2 separate regions of the Rattus norvegicus genome follow, and region 1 is linked to region 2. The links are chromatin contacts, called in public Hi-C maps. All regions are on one chromosome and are shown on one strand. The core of a region is the stretch at or near the end of the contact, and the rest is flanking DNA. Distances in the headings are between cores, read along the strand shown. Region 1 overlaps LOC134485571 (a long non-coding RNA gene). Region 2 holds the start of Rps23 (ribosomal protein S23).

Evidence for each region. Hi-C and Micro-C count contacts between places; a contact is called where the count stands out from the background.
Region 1: a contact with region 2 is called in a Hi-C map of psoas muscle, with 2.0 times the contacts expected there. The contact joins the enhancer-like site here to the promoter of Rps23 in region 2. A contact is called at or near these places in 2 of 12 Hi-C or Micro-C datasets (Schwann cells and psoas muscle).

The regions. Positions count from the first base shown.
Region 1 is chr2:24,292,268-24,299,088 of GRCr8, reverse strand. LOC134485571 (a long non-coding RNA gene) reads left to right here. Exons shown (of 4, transcript XR_010063697.1): 2 at 1-6,821. LOC134485570 (a long non-coding RNA gene) reads right to left here. Exons shown (of 4, transcript XR_010063696.1): 4 at 6,528-6,821. Among named protein-coding and RNA genes, the nearest start is that of Ssbp2, 91 kb to the left of the region's middle. Within about 2 kb of position 1,683, at least 62 of the 93 cell types and tissues checked have an H3K27ac peak or open chromatin away from gene starts, as enhancers often do. A contact at or near this core is called in Schwann cells, where this site is marked.
Region 2 is chr2:23,812,021-23,819,234 of GRCr8, reverse strand. It overlaps Rps23 (ribosomal protein S23), which reads right to left and starts at 4,718. Exons shown (of 4, transcript NM_078617.3): 1 at 4,676-4,718; 2 at 4,113-4,272; 3 at 3,445-3,565; 4 at 3,148-3,333. The coding sequence starts at 4,679. The coding sequence ends at 3,187. It also overlaps a transcript of Atp6ap1l not described here.

The sequences.
Region 1 (6,821 bases), core at 434-2,933, 480 kb before region 2:
TATAGTTTGATGTCTTAGCACCACATGGAGTAGCCATTTCCCCCCTAAAGTTGTCGTGAACTTTCCTTGCCCGAAAGTTTACCGCTTGGACTTCTTTCATCTGGAACTGTCTGGAATGAAGCTAGCCTTTGTACTGGGGACGAGCGGCCGTAGTTTCTCTTCCCCTTACCCGGTGGCAGGATGTTTAATTTCACTCCTGTGACCTAAAGAATGTGTACTGACGTTTGGAAAGTGGAATGTGGGAAGTGTCTCTGGTCAGAGCAAAAGTGGGGATTGGGCCCATGATGCTCCGCAGGACTCTTTGCGCAGGACTTGTCACTGCGATAACTGTGAGGCACGCTACTCTGTCAGGCGGGTGGGCGGGCGTGCAGAAGTCAGTGCTTTTCAGGGTTTGCACCGTCCCCTCCCTGTGGTCACCCTCAGGTTCATTGTGGCAATTATTTCTGAGCACTGGATGTGTTTTGGGGTCCTGTAGTACTTTCTTTCCAAATTTGCTGAATATATGGTAAAATGAGATTTCTTTTTTTTTTTTTCCTAATTGTCTTTTCTGCAAGCTAGACCTGTTTTCTAAAACCCAGACTGGGCATTCTGCTCTGTTCACAGCTAGAAACAAAGGGTCCCAAATTAGGGTTCAGATCTGGCTCTCTTGGTTATGATTTTGGGGGAAAGTAATATTTTTTCCCATGTAGATATAAGCCAACTGCCTCTTTTAGGAATAAGAAAAAAATAGCATTGTTAATAGACAATGCTAACTCAGTTCAAGGTTGCCTCAGGGAATTAGATACGGGGAGGCTTAGGCCGATCTGACTTCATTTCTGAGGTCTACAGCTTATGCGATGGCCACCCTCCTAGGGGCTACATAGTGTGTTTACTTCCTGTTCGTTTCCTGAGTTCTTCCAACTCCAGTGAGAATAGATCTCGAAAGTCTCTGTGCTCAGAGGCCTCGTAAATCTTCTTCTGGTCCCTGGCTCCCTCTCATGACCATGTACTTGTCTCTTCTCTCTGTCATTATTAGAGCATCCACCTGTCCCACCCCAGAGTTTGTCCCCTCAGACCTCCTCTGGAGCTCCAGTACACAGCTGTGGAGTGCCAGATACCACCCTAGGGACGCAGGATGACAGGTTTGGTGGCCACTCGCATGATCGTTAAGGCCCAGGTTAGCCTTTATTTCCCTAATATCTCATCTTAGAAAGGTTATTTTTATCAGAGGATCCCAAAGGCGGAGATTTTCTAGAATAGGCATGTAAACTGAGGCCACACCCCAGCTGTGGCTCCTGGAGAATCCACTACTCAGGGCCCCAAAGCCCTCTCAAACATTTTATGAACACTAGAGGGCTCACAATGAATCCCCCAGTGCTTTTAAAAGTCCCAGAACCCCAATTAGCCAGTGCTTGTAACTACATCAGGCCCACTTCTATTGGAAGGGCAAGAAGAAGCTTTGGGGTAGGCTAAAAATGACAAGGATGGATGTCTTCCATCCTACCACTCCAAGGAGAGGACTATAGGACAAGCAGCTGAAAGGACACACATCCAGGCCAGACTCTTGACGACTCCTGGGCAGTAGGCCAAGTACTGGGCCAAGCACTGGGCATGGCTCCAGAGGCTGGGCCCCTGCCCAGGGCACTCACTGGTTCAGAGCCGGCAGAAAAGAGCAGTCTTGGCAGCAGGAAAGTGAGTTGAACAGATTGGGAAAGAGCAAAACCAGGCAGGCCAGGATGCTGTGTCACTAGGTCTGATCGGCCTACCAGCCGTGGGGATGGAGCCTCAGGTCTCCTACAGCTATGGGAGGTGGGTGCTGGCAGTAGGGTCCAGTCCAGGGAATGGAAAGACCAGTGGCCCCAGCCTCAGGGAAGCAGGAGAAGGACAAAGCATCACTGTGCTGCAGAGAAAACTTTGGTGAGGTACCCTTCTGTGAAGTAGGATGTCTCAGACTAGCTTAGTGTATCAGCTCCATGTACCCCCGAGAGCGAGTGGATCTAAAGGCCAGGGTTCCCCAGTGTCCCTCTGCTTTATAATGTCAAAAATCTTGGGACACCCAACTGAGAGGCTTCTTTGAGAGAGGAATGAAAATCTTTTGATCCTATTAGTTCATTTCTCCTTTTCAGTTCTTACACTAATTTTATAAGGGAACAGACAAGGATAGACACACACGCACAGATACACACACACACACACACACACACACACACACACACACACAGATCCACACATAGACACCCACATACAGAATACACAGGCACATATACACACACAGATACACACAGATGTATACACATGAGCACACACCCACAGACACAGATACACACATAGACACACACGTACAGATATATACACGCAGGCACACGCAGAGACACACCCACACCCACATACAGACATATACACATAGACACACACACACACACACACACACACACACACACACACACACACATACCACCTCCAGGCACAGAAAGGCCTCAGGACAGCAGCAAGATAACCAAGAAAGGTTGGGGAGTCACCTCCCCCACCCCACGCACTATAACACATCCCTGGTATCGCTATGAGCCACTGTGTCTCTTCTGTAAGGATGAAAAGAAGGAAGGCCATTCTTCCTCACTCCTAAACCTAAAGGAAGATAAAACAGGCAGTTTCAGAAATTCTTGGACCTGGAGGAATGAATATAAGCAGCTACCAGACAGTCATGGTGGCACAAGTCTGTCAATTCAGAATTACGAAGCCAAGATAGGAGATAAGACCAGTTTGGGTACGTGGTGAGACCCTGTATTACCAAGCAAGCCAAGTCAGATCTAAAATCGGATCCTGACTGTGGTAGAGAGGACTCCGTTCAGGGGTTTGTTTTAAGAGATCTCACAAGAGCTTTTTATATGTGCTGGATTTTGAGAGCTACAGACACATGGTTTAAGAAAAATATCTTCTTCCTTTTTCTTAACTCATGAAGAAAAGAGCCTTCCCTTTCTTCTGCTATTTTTGGAAGCTTTATAGTCCCTTTGTGAGATGTCTTTCTTTCTGTTTACCTTCAGATAAGATGGATTTCATGTTGGTGTAGCTGGCAGGAGAGGGTTACAGACATGTCTTAGTTTGTCCACTAACGAAAGATTACAAAATTCAACTTTCTAAGTGCTTAAAATGTGGTAACTCCATTTTACAGATAGAAAAATGGGCCAAGAGAAGTGAGACCTCATGCCAAGTCAGGCCGAGGGGGGAAAATTCGATTTCAAAGCGGGACATGATGCCCCAAGCAGTGTGTGCTGATCAAGTCGCTTAATCTCTACTTAGTTGGGTGGCATCATTGATCTAATTCGTAGATTGTATTAGGAAGCCATTCCGTGGTTTCTACATAGTGTTCTTGCTTGAGACCTCGGTGAACAGGTGAAATCACAAGTCAGGCTCTATTGCTGGGTTTGTCTAGCGTTGGAATGGATGATATTTGAAAATCATTTCTAAACACTCGAACCAGCCGATAAACTATCTCTAAACGAATGCACATGAAAATCCAAAGACGATTTCTTAAAAGAAAGGCAATAACCAGCTGCAATACTACACGGCCTCTCTAGAGCTTTGAAGCTGGTTTTAAGAAATTGATCTGGTTCCACCCTTGCTTTATGAAGGCCATAAAGCCTGTCTACTCTTCCTGGCTCATCTCCCTAGACAGGATTTCCAACGCACTCTAGCACAGCTTTGCTTCCGCTGTTCCCAAGCTGACAACACACCTTTTGGTTGGGAGTGCTGCAGTTCAGTGCTCAAAGCCACGCTGCCGACGGTGCCTTCTGTGGGAAGCCCCCTCATCCCACTTCCCCAGGGAAACTTACTCTCCTCTGGGCTCCCACAAAACTCTTACTCTGGGTTCGAGCGCTGCTACAAGACAAGAGGCTGCAATGGTTTGTCTCAGGAGCACTTCCAGGCCAAACACTGTGATTTACTTATCTTTATGTATGTCACGAACCAGCAAAGTCTACAGCGTATTTTAAGTGCTGTATAACACTTGTTAAATGAATGAAAAGGTTAAGTGGTGTGGGCTATTTATTTATTTAATTTTTTATTAAAGTGAGGTGGGCTGTTCAAGGGGATCTCACCGGTTTTCAGTCAGCCAACCTAGAATTCTTGGTCGGTCACTGTGATGAAAGACATGATCTTGAAGAACTGGACGTGCGTGCTCTTGTGCGCATAAACTTCCTACTTTCACTGAAGTAGGATAAACACTGCTGAAGAACATGATCTGATGAAATTACTCGGTGGGTAAAAGTACTTCCGGTGCAAGCCTGGAGTCCGGGTTTAATCCTCAGGGAGGAGGGATAACCAGAAGGTTGTCTTCTGGCTTCCGCATCGTCCACGTGTGCACCCACTCACACAAATAATATTTTTTCTTTCACAGAACACACCTTGGGATAGGTTAGGAAAAAAACAACTAAAATCCCGACAAAGAGCAGTTACCGAATCGGCGTGGCTGCGAGCAGAGCTCAGTTTGGTTTACTGGCTGAGCTGGGTTCCGGCTGAAAGACTTGAAGAACAACAGCACTCGCTGTTCATTCAGTGCTTTTCTGTGCTTAGAAACTGTGCTGTCTTTCCCCTCCATTTCTCCAAAGATTAGGGAAACCCTGCTCCCCATAGCCATCCTATACTAATAACACAGAGAAGCAGAGTGAGCAAAATGAGGGAGGTCCTAGCTGCACTTCTCCTAAGACCAGAACCTTTATCATGAAAAATGACACCCATAGTTCCACATGGTCACCTGTGCTCGAAGGAGTGGAAGCGCCGGGCTCTGCAGGCCCTGAACAGTCTTTCCTTCCAGCTTTATCCAGAACAACGCATGCTGCATTTCTCCCCTCTGACCATAAAGCCATCTGTGATTGGCTGCTCCCTACAGACCCTTCTCCGTGCTCTTCTCCCTGCCCACTAGGCTTCCTCTGTCCGTTTATTATGTTAACTAAGCTCAGTCTTCCCACAGTAGGAGTAATTTCCTTAACTTCTCTGGTCTAGTCTTTTCACTCCTTCCCTTCCCCTCTCTCTCCTCAACTCCTTCTCTCTCACCCCATTGTTTTGTTTTGTTTATTCTTTGAGTCAGGGTCTCACACTTTGTCTCAGAGTGGTCTTGAACTTGTGACCCTCTGCCTCAGCCTCCCAGATGCGAGGGTTACCAGCAAGCATGGACACCCACAGCAAGCACCAGGCACCTTGTCATCATCTTAGCTCTTGCATAAGGAGCAGAGTTTCAGTCCCCAAAACCCATATAAAAGTCTGGGCATGATGGTGCCTACTTAGAATCCCGGTGCTGAGGAAGCAGAGATGGGAGGATGTCTGTAGCTTATTGTCCAGTCAGCCTAGCTGAGTTGTAAGTCTCTGGTCCAACTGAGAGTCCTTGTCTTTAAAAAAAAAAAAAGGTTTCTGCAAAACAGTTCCAAAGTTTGAGGGCTCTCCTTGAAGGTTTATTTATATTTATTAAATCATATTCTCCAATTTACGTTCTCCTATTTATGTAAACTCCGAGAGCAGAGACTTTGCCCATTTTTTAAAAAGACATTATATATGAGTACACTGTAGCTGCGCCTTCAGACACACCAGAAGAGGGCATCAGATCTCATTACAGATGGTTGAGAGCCATCATGTAGCTTCTGGGATTTGAACTCAGGACCTTTGGAAGAGCAGTCAGTGCTCTTAACCACTGAGCCATCGCTCCTGCCCATGGCTGAGTTTGCCCATTTTTGCAACAATGTATCTCAAGTTTCTAGCATAGTGCTGAAAAGGGAGTGTGCCTTGATAGAATGAGGTCGGGCACAGAAGCAGGCTTGCATACACATAAGACTAAATCCAAAGTATGTGTTCGGAAGAAATTCTTTCCCCAAATATACTGAGGTTGGAGAACCATTAAATAGACGGCAGCAGGTATTTTGGTTGTGCATTCTTTCTTTGACTCTCTCTCTCATGTGCCAGGTTCCCAGATCAATCTTAAGGATACACTATGAATGACACATTGAGGCTTGCTCTCAGGCTTCCATTAAGACTTCCCTTTATGGGGTTGGGGATTTAGCTCAGTGGTAGAGCGCTTGCTTAGCAACCACAAGGCCCTGGGTTTGGTCCCCAGCTCTGAAAAAAAAAAAAAGACTTCCCTTTATTATGTACAAGCCAATGGTAGCTATCTCCATACAATAATAATGTAAACATAGCGAGTATATAGTGGACCAAGCTATGTTATACTACATGTTATATATTCTTTAATATTGGTGTCACACACTTACCAGTTCCATTGATTTTTCACACGACCACCAACTGATGGCATTTTATCACCTCTAGTTTTAAAGCTGAAGAAAGGAACCCTCGGAGGCATTAAATTTCTTATTAAAGATTATTCACTTGGAATGCAACCAGAGACCTTGGTCTGGATGACACTGGTGTTATCTTTTTGGGTATTAGAGATAGGCATGAGAATTAGGCAGAAATAAATCTGAAATTCTTCCAGTGTCCCAGTCTCCAGCCACAACCTCCCACCTTTCTGGGAATAAAAAGAAACCGAGGGACTTACACTTTCAGTATTTTTCCTCACAGGGGGTGGGAGGTGACATGGTTCCCACTCTCCTGGATTTTTATTCCTATAAGTCTTTATATGTGTGGGAGGATGGTTTGTTTCAATAACTCTGACATGTTAGTGTGTCCTTCTAGATTGGGTTCCGGTGGGAATATACTACTTCCTGGCAGAAATCCACGGCCAGAATCCCCCTGCTCCACCCTCCAGAAAGTCACGTCTTGTCTTTAGTGGATTAGGTTTCGAAGTTTCTTCAGGCAGAGAGGTTTCTGTGGCTCAGCCCCCGCGGAGGACCGAGGTGCGT
Region 2 (7,214 bases), core at 3,469-5,968:
TCTCAGGGATGAACTGTTCCCTGGAAATGCAAAATAAAATAAACTATTTGCTCCCCATGTTACTTGTGATCTTCCTCACTACAATACAAATGTTAACTATATACCCCAGTTCTAGGGGACCCAACATTCACTTCTGGTTTTCATGAGAACTGTACACACATGGTATACATGTCTACATTGAGGCAAAATACTCATGCACAGTAAAAATCCTTTTTTTAAAACGTATTTTATGTATATGAGTACACTGTTGCTGTCTTCAGACATACCAGAAGAGGGCATCAAATCTCATTACAGATGGCTGTGAGCCACCATGTAGTTGTTGGAAATTGAACTCAGGACCTCTGGAAGAACAGCTAGTGCTCTTAACCGCTGAGCCATCTCTTCAGCCTCATATTTATATTTTGGTATACAATGCTTTATCTGCATATACACCTTTCAAGAAGAGAGTATCAGACCACATTATAGATGGTTTTGAGTCATCATGTGGTTGCTAGGAATTAACACAGGACATCTGAAAGAGCATACAGTGCTCTTAACCACTAAGGCTCAAGTGAGCGTGGGCATGTACACACACAACTCTACCAGAAACTCATATAGGGATGTTCCTACACCTCTTAAAATTCATCTGTAGGACAAAACTAGATCAAGAATCCTGCCTGATGAGTGTACACACAGCATAGGAAAGAGAAAAAAGGCATGTAATAATGGGACCGTGTGTGTACACACAATACAATGTGTAAAATACAGAATGAATGGAAATGACTCTAGCTGATGTCAAGGTGACAAGGAACTAGCCAGCAAAGCCTATGGTCCAGATCACTGGTAAAGGACCTGCAGAGGGAGTAGGTAGTTCTTACTAGATATTACTAACAGTAGCACTCCATAGGCCGAGAATACTGAAACCACCACACATACAGTATAACCTTTTAAAAATGCCTTCTTGTATTTCTAGTTGCTACAGTACACCGATTTCATTATGTTATTTAAAAACCACACGAACATTTGTCTGTGTGAAGATCTGAGCACAATGAGTGGTCCCTGGAGAGGCCAGAAAAGTTTCAGATATCCTAGAGCTGCAGTTATGGTTGTGTTCTGCTGGACATGTGGAGAACCCAGGTCCAAGTGTGTGTGTAAACCACTAACTTGTTTCTCTAGTCCCAGCAATAGTTTTATGGCTAAATAGTATATCATTTTTTAATATACCACAAGCTAGCTGCCTCTCCTGTAGATTTATTTCTAGTCCTTGGCTGTCACAAAGTTACCATAAATATTTGTGCACAGGATTTAAATTATGGGCATATATTTTGTGTAACTACCTGGGAATTTAATGGCTTAGGTCTATGTGTACTGCATAACTTCATACAGAATTGCCAATCCCAACAGATAGATGGGGGATCCAGTTTAGTATTTTGCAAGTACCCTGCATAGATTATAATCTGCGTGATTTTAATAGGACTGCTTTACTTCTGAAGTTAGCAAGCAGATACAAAGCCTTTGAGTATATGACTTGAAAATACTTGTTGCCTTTTAATTTTAGATCTTCAAAAACACTAGTTTAAAAACTTGACCAAACCCAAAATTTAACAAAGTGTCTTGGTGTGCTGTACACATCTTTTATAAGACATCCTTGGAGGAACAACTAAGGACCTTACCTTAACACAGGTTAAAGATGCTTGTTTCTTGATTCACCTTGTCCCTGTTTAGAAACTAGAATTTCACCACTCATTTTTGTCATCAGTCTTAATACTGCAGCTATAAATTGCCTGAAAGTCAAGTCACCCGTAATATTTTTTAAATTACCCTAGTTCTTCCATACATTTTACAATGTTCTCCATTCTGAAAGAGGGGCAGAAACTGTCCCAAGTTGTTCATTCCTTTCTCAGACCATTTTTTTAAGAAGGCTTCATTATGATCCTTACTGACCTTCAAGCCCAGTCTTCCTTCCCTGATGAGATTAAAGGTGTGAGCCTCTGCCACAGCTTTCTTGCTCATTGGGAAAAGACATGGAGATGTAAATGTAAAGGATAGGGCTTTGTTTACCAACACCAATGGTCACAGAGGAATTTAAAATCAGTTCCACACACTGGATTGAGTTTGGTAGCCACTGTACTGAGGGGCTATGTAGCTGGTTTAAAAAGGGTTGGGGGAAACATGTAAGAGTTAAATACACAAGACGCTGTTGAGTCCAGGTTCAGCTGTACAAAGATGGAGAACAAGGTTCTCCCTGGCCCTGGGAGCCTGAGCTCCAACTCTCCTCCCATTGTCCTAATAGTAGCTATATACCCATGCCAGATGTCACAAGAAGCCTGTTCATAAATGCACTCCCTGGTAGGGTTGACCAGTGAAGTCTGAAACACCAGTTGACCAGTGGATGCCTCAGCTAAGGTTCCCACCTATGAAACATTGTATGGAATCTACAGGCAGACCTGCTCTACCCTAGTGCAGATATAATCATCTTTCATTTATAATCTCCCCTTGAGACAGAGAACACCGTGACCAGCAAGGTTTAAAAGGTAAAGGCGAGGCTTTGCAGAGATTGAAGAATGGTTTGAGCCAATTAAGTACAAATATAGTCAACCAGCAAGAGCAAAGTTGACATGGGTTGTTCTTTATCCATTTAATTTAAACTGGTCCTGCAGTTTCCAAGTACTTCACTGTTAAGGTAGGGTATGGACTCTCCCTTACTCAAGCCTTTTCCTGTGCTCTCAAGTTTACCTTGGCCCAAGCTCCTTAGCACTATCATCTAATGCACAGATGACGTGGGTTGCACCCCTTCCCATACACTCAAAACATTCTTCCTACCTCAGGCTCCCAAGGGCTGGGATTATAGTCCCACAAACAGGCAGTCTTTTCTAGGACTCTCTGGAACTTTCTGCATGCTAAGAATTCTCACTCACAAACACTGAAAATTATAGTACAGATGACAACATTAAACTTGAACTGCCAAGAAATAGAAATGCAGAGCACTTTTAGAGTCCTGTGCACAATGACACTGTTCACTTGTCACAGGGTTGTCTATGCTGTAACTGTGTGGAACAAGCCCCACTTACATTACAAAATATTTTAGCAACTGTCTCCTATACCTGGTAAAAGCCAGATATATTTGGCGTTTCAGGGCAGGAAGTAAGACACAAAGTATTTTTTCTGGATATGAAAATTTATTATTCTGTTTCCATTGTCAAAATTTTATGATCTTGGTCTTTCCTTCTTGCCTTTGTACAGAGCCAAAAGAGACACATTGGCTACTTTAACCACCTTAAAGCGGACTCCAGGAATATCACCCACGGCATGGCCTTTGCGACCAAATCCAGCAACCAGAACTTCATCATTTTCCTGAAATAAAATAAAGTCCATCATAGGCATTACTGGCAATTAAAAGAAATACCCACTTCCCAGAGTAAATAATTTAAAGACCCCCCCCAGCACAATCATAAGACAAGTCACCTCAATGAAGTTCAAGCAACCGTCATTGGGCACGAACGCTGTGATCTTCTTGCCGTTCTTAATGAGCTGCACCCTGACACACTTCCGGATGGCAGAATTTGGCTGTTTGGCTTCAACCCCTCTGCAACATCAATGGCACGTGAGTTAATAAGGTTTTAAAAAACGATTACTAATAAAGCAGAAGCAGTTCCTACTCAATCCAATCTCAAATCCTGCAGATGCCACCATTTCAAAGAAGTTTCCCCAGACAAAACAGAACTAGTAAGCTAGAGTTGTAAAAATTAGTGTTGCTAAATTTGTGAACACTACACAAAAAACATCACCATTTTAGAAAGTCAATGCATCCTTAACATGCTAGAAAAGTAATTTTCTCAACTCCAAAAAGGTCCTAAGAACTGTACCAGCTGGTTATGGTACAGTTCCCACACTGTTCAATATATGCATTAGTATGTATTATTACCTGTTACCTTTCACGCCTTCCAGACTACAGTTGAAATTAAAAACTTTACTAACCCCCAGCAGTAGTCCTAACATAAGCAAGGATACTTGCCATTCTCTCTCCTAATAAAACCCAGAACAACGCAGGCTCACGATCATTTGCAACTTTTTAAGAATCAGTTCGTTCTCAATTACGGTAAACTAACGCTTTTAGGGAGCCTTTCACTTACACTTTTTCCAGCACAATTCCCTTTGCGTGAGAGGCACCCCCAAACGGATTGGCCTTCAGGGCTGTGCCCAAGTGGGCTTTCTTGTACTGTTTATCATGCCACTTCTGGTCCCGTCGGTGACTGCGGAGCTTCCGGGCAGTACGGAGACCACGACACTTACCTGAAAAAGGAACACCGAACCCTCTGTAAACCCTTCGAACTCGCGCTTCCACACACGATCCTCGGCAGGAGGTACTTTTACGTCCGAGTCCTGCGTCTCCTCTTAGCCCGTGGATCAATTACCCTCGAAATTCCCTAACTAATTCAGAGATGCACACAAAACCTGGGTAGGGATTTTTCAGTTTATTTACATTTCTAGTGCAATGGGTCTGGAGCAGGGGCCCGGCAAGGCAGCCCGTAGGCCGCAGGAACTCATCCGCACGGCCACGTGCCCGCGAGCCGGCGCCCCTTCACCCGGCCTCCGCCCGGATACAACCTGCTCCCCGCTGTATCGACCCACGACAGCCCGTACTACGAGCTCTAGGTCCCTCCAGCAGCCCCTCAATCCAGCCCACACAGCTCACCCATCTTGCCGGCGCCACGGGCCCGAGAGAAAGAGAGAAGAGAGGCAGGAAGGACCCACAAGGCATTGCGGGAAGCCCCGCCCCAGCCAAGGGCCCCGTGCGGCCGTCCGAGCGGCGCCTGTACCGCTGTGTGTAGGTGAGTGGAGGGATGATCTTTGGAAACGACTCAGTGCCTCCGCTTTTCTGAGACACAGTCTGAGTTTTATTTAATATTCATTAAATTCAAAGCGATCTCATTTACGCTGTTTTTTTTTTTCAGGCAAATGACAAGGATAGAGGTATACGGACTACCAATCCCAGAAATCTTTGCGCTAATTACTCATTGCGCAGGCGTCCCATGCAAACCGCTCAGGTGCAGGACTGGGCGGTGTTAATTCGGAGAGGGCGGAGCGAGGTGGGGCTTGGCAGAAAGGGCGGTACCCAGTTTCACTGAGAGGTGGGAAGTTGAAGTGTATTTAGGAAATGAGGTTTCTGCTTACAGGTTCACATGCTTCACAGTAAATTATAAATTTTAATGAGGCAATGATTCAGTGATGAAAAATCTAGCCAGACTTGAGCTTTTAAACAGTGAGCTGGCATTTGTTGATTGTGAATCCTTGCTTAATTGTAGTACCTTTACAACACGAGTGTTTCCTGTAAATGACGTAAATACAACGTTTTTCTGGAATGTTGAGCCACTTAACGAAAATTTTAATGGCTTTGCACTGGAGATTTGGCAGTTAAGAGAATGAAAATTTCTGCTCGTTAAGTTTATATTCTAGGTAAAGGGCCAGAGTACATAAATATAAAGAATATCTTTATATACTGACAGATGTTATAGAAAAGTACAGTTTTGTATGCAGGGGTACATTTAAGAAGGTATCGCTGGTGCTGGAGAGATGGGTCAGTGGTTAAGAGCACTGACTGCTCTTCCAGAGGTCCTGAGTTCAATTCCCAGCAACCACATGGTGTTCATATTATTATATAATGTATATTTATATTAATGCACACATATGTAAGTATATAATATATTTAAGTATATATTATAAATATATAATTATATATAATATATAATTTCATAATATAATATCTATTTAGTTGATCAAGAACTTCAAAAAATAATTTAAAAAATGACTTCTCTGATTAAAATGGATCACCATCTTCCACTAAAATTAAACCCCAGCTATCTTTTTTTTTCAATTAATCACTATTCGTTTACATTTCAAATAATATACCCCTTCCCGGTGACCCCTCCACAAACACCCCATCTAATTCCTCCCTCTCCCTTTGCCTCTATGAGGGTGCTCCTCCACCCACTTTCCTACCCCTGCCTCCCCGTCCTAGCTATCTATGCTGGGGCATAAAGCTTCCATAGGACCAGGGGCCTCCCCTCCCACTGATGTTGGACAAATGTATCTAGAGCCATGGCTCTCTCAATGTGTACTCTTCCTCTTCCGTTGGTGATTTAGTCTCTGGCGATTTGGGGGGTCTGGTTGACATTATCGTTCTTCCTATTGGGTTGTAATTCCCTTCAGCTCCTTTAGTCCTTCCTCTACTTCTTCCGTTGGTATCCCCAGGATCAGTTTGATGGTTGGCTGTGAGAATGTGCATCTGTACTGGTCAGGTGCTAGCAGAGCCTCTCAGGAAACAGCCATATTAGGCTCCTGTCAGCAAGTGCTTCTTGGCATCAGCAATAGTGTCAGAAACCCCAGCTGTCTTAAGGGCTTAAACATCTACAACAAAATCCATAAGAAAACAGATATTGATATTTATTTGAACTTGGGAAGAAAAGTACTTTTGTAAAGAGAAATAATTCGATCACTTAAAATGAAGAACCTCCATCAGAAAGAGCTGGGATGTAGCGGTAGTAGAACACTTCTCTAGCATGCACAGGGTTCAACTCCCAGCACTGAAACAGAAATCCGAAAATAAAAAGACTGACTCTGAACTGAGGCTTACTGTTTAGTCGAACAACTGATACTTAAATAGGTTGATACTTAAATAAAAAAAAAACTTTATTCATACATAAAGAGGAAATAAACCAGCAATAGAAATAAATAACATATCCCAGAAACAGAAGTAGTGTATTCCATAACCTCTTGAAGAGCCATGCATCATTCTGACTGTGGCTTTAAGTACCATGCTGGCCTCGAACGGCATTAGGAAGCATCTCCTTATTACATCTTTAAGGGTCCAGGTAAAACTTGGACGGCTTGTTAGTATTGTAAGAACTATTTCATCTGTACTCATGTGAACGTGTGTTTCTGGGTGTATGTACACATGCCTGCAGGATTCTGTAGAGGCCAGGCAAGGGTGCCAGCTTCCCTGGAGCTGGTTACAGGTGGGTGGACACTGAGCCCCTCCACTGCTGTGTGGACGCTGGGAACTCAACTCCAGTCCTGTGAAAGAGTAGAAAGTGCTCTTAACTATGGAGCCACCGCTGTAGCCTTGATTTGTTTCTTAAAAGTTTAGTAAATCATCCTGTAAAGTCACCTAGGCTGCCATTTTCCTTGTAGCAAGATGAAGTACAATGCCAATCTCTCTATTGCTATAAAACTAC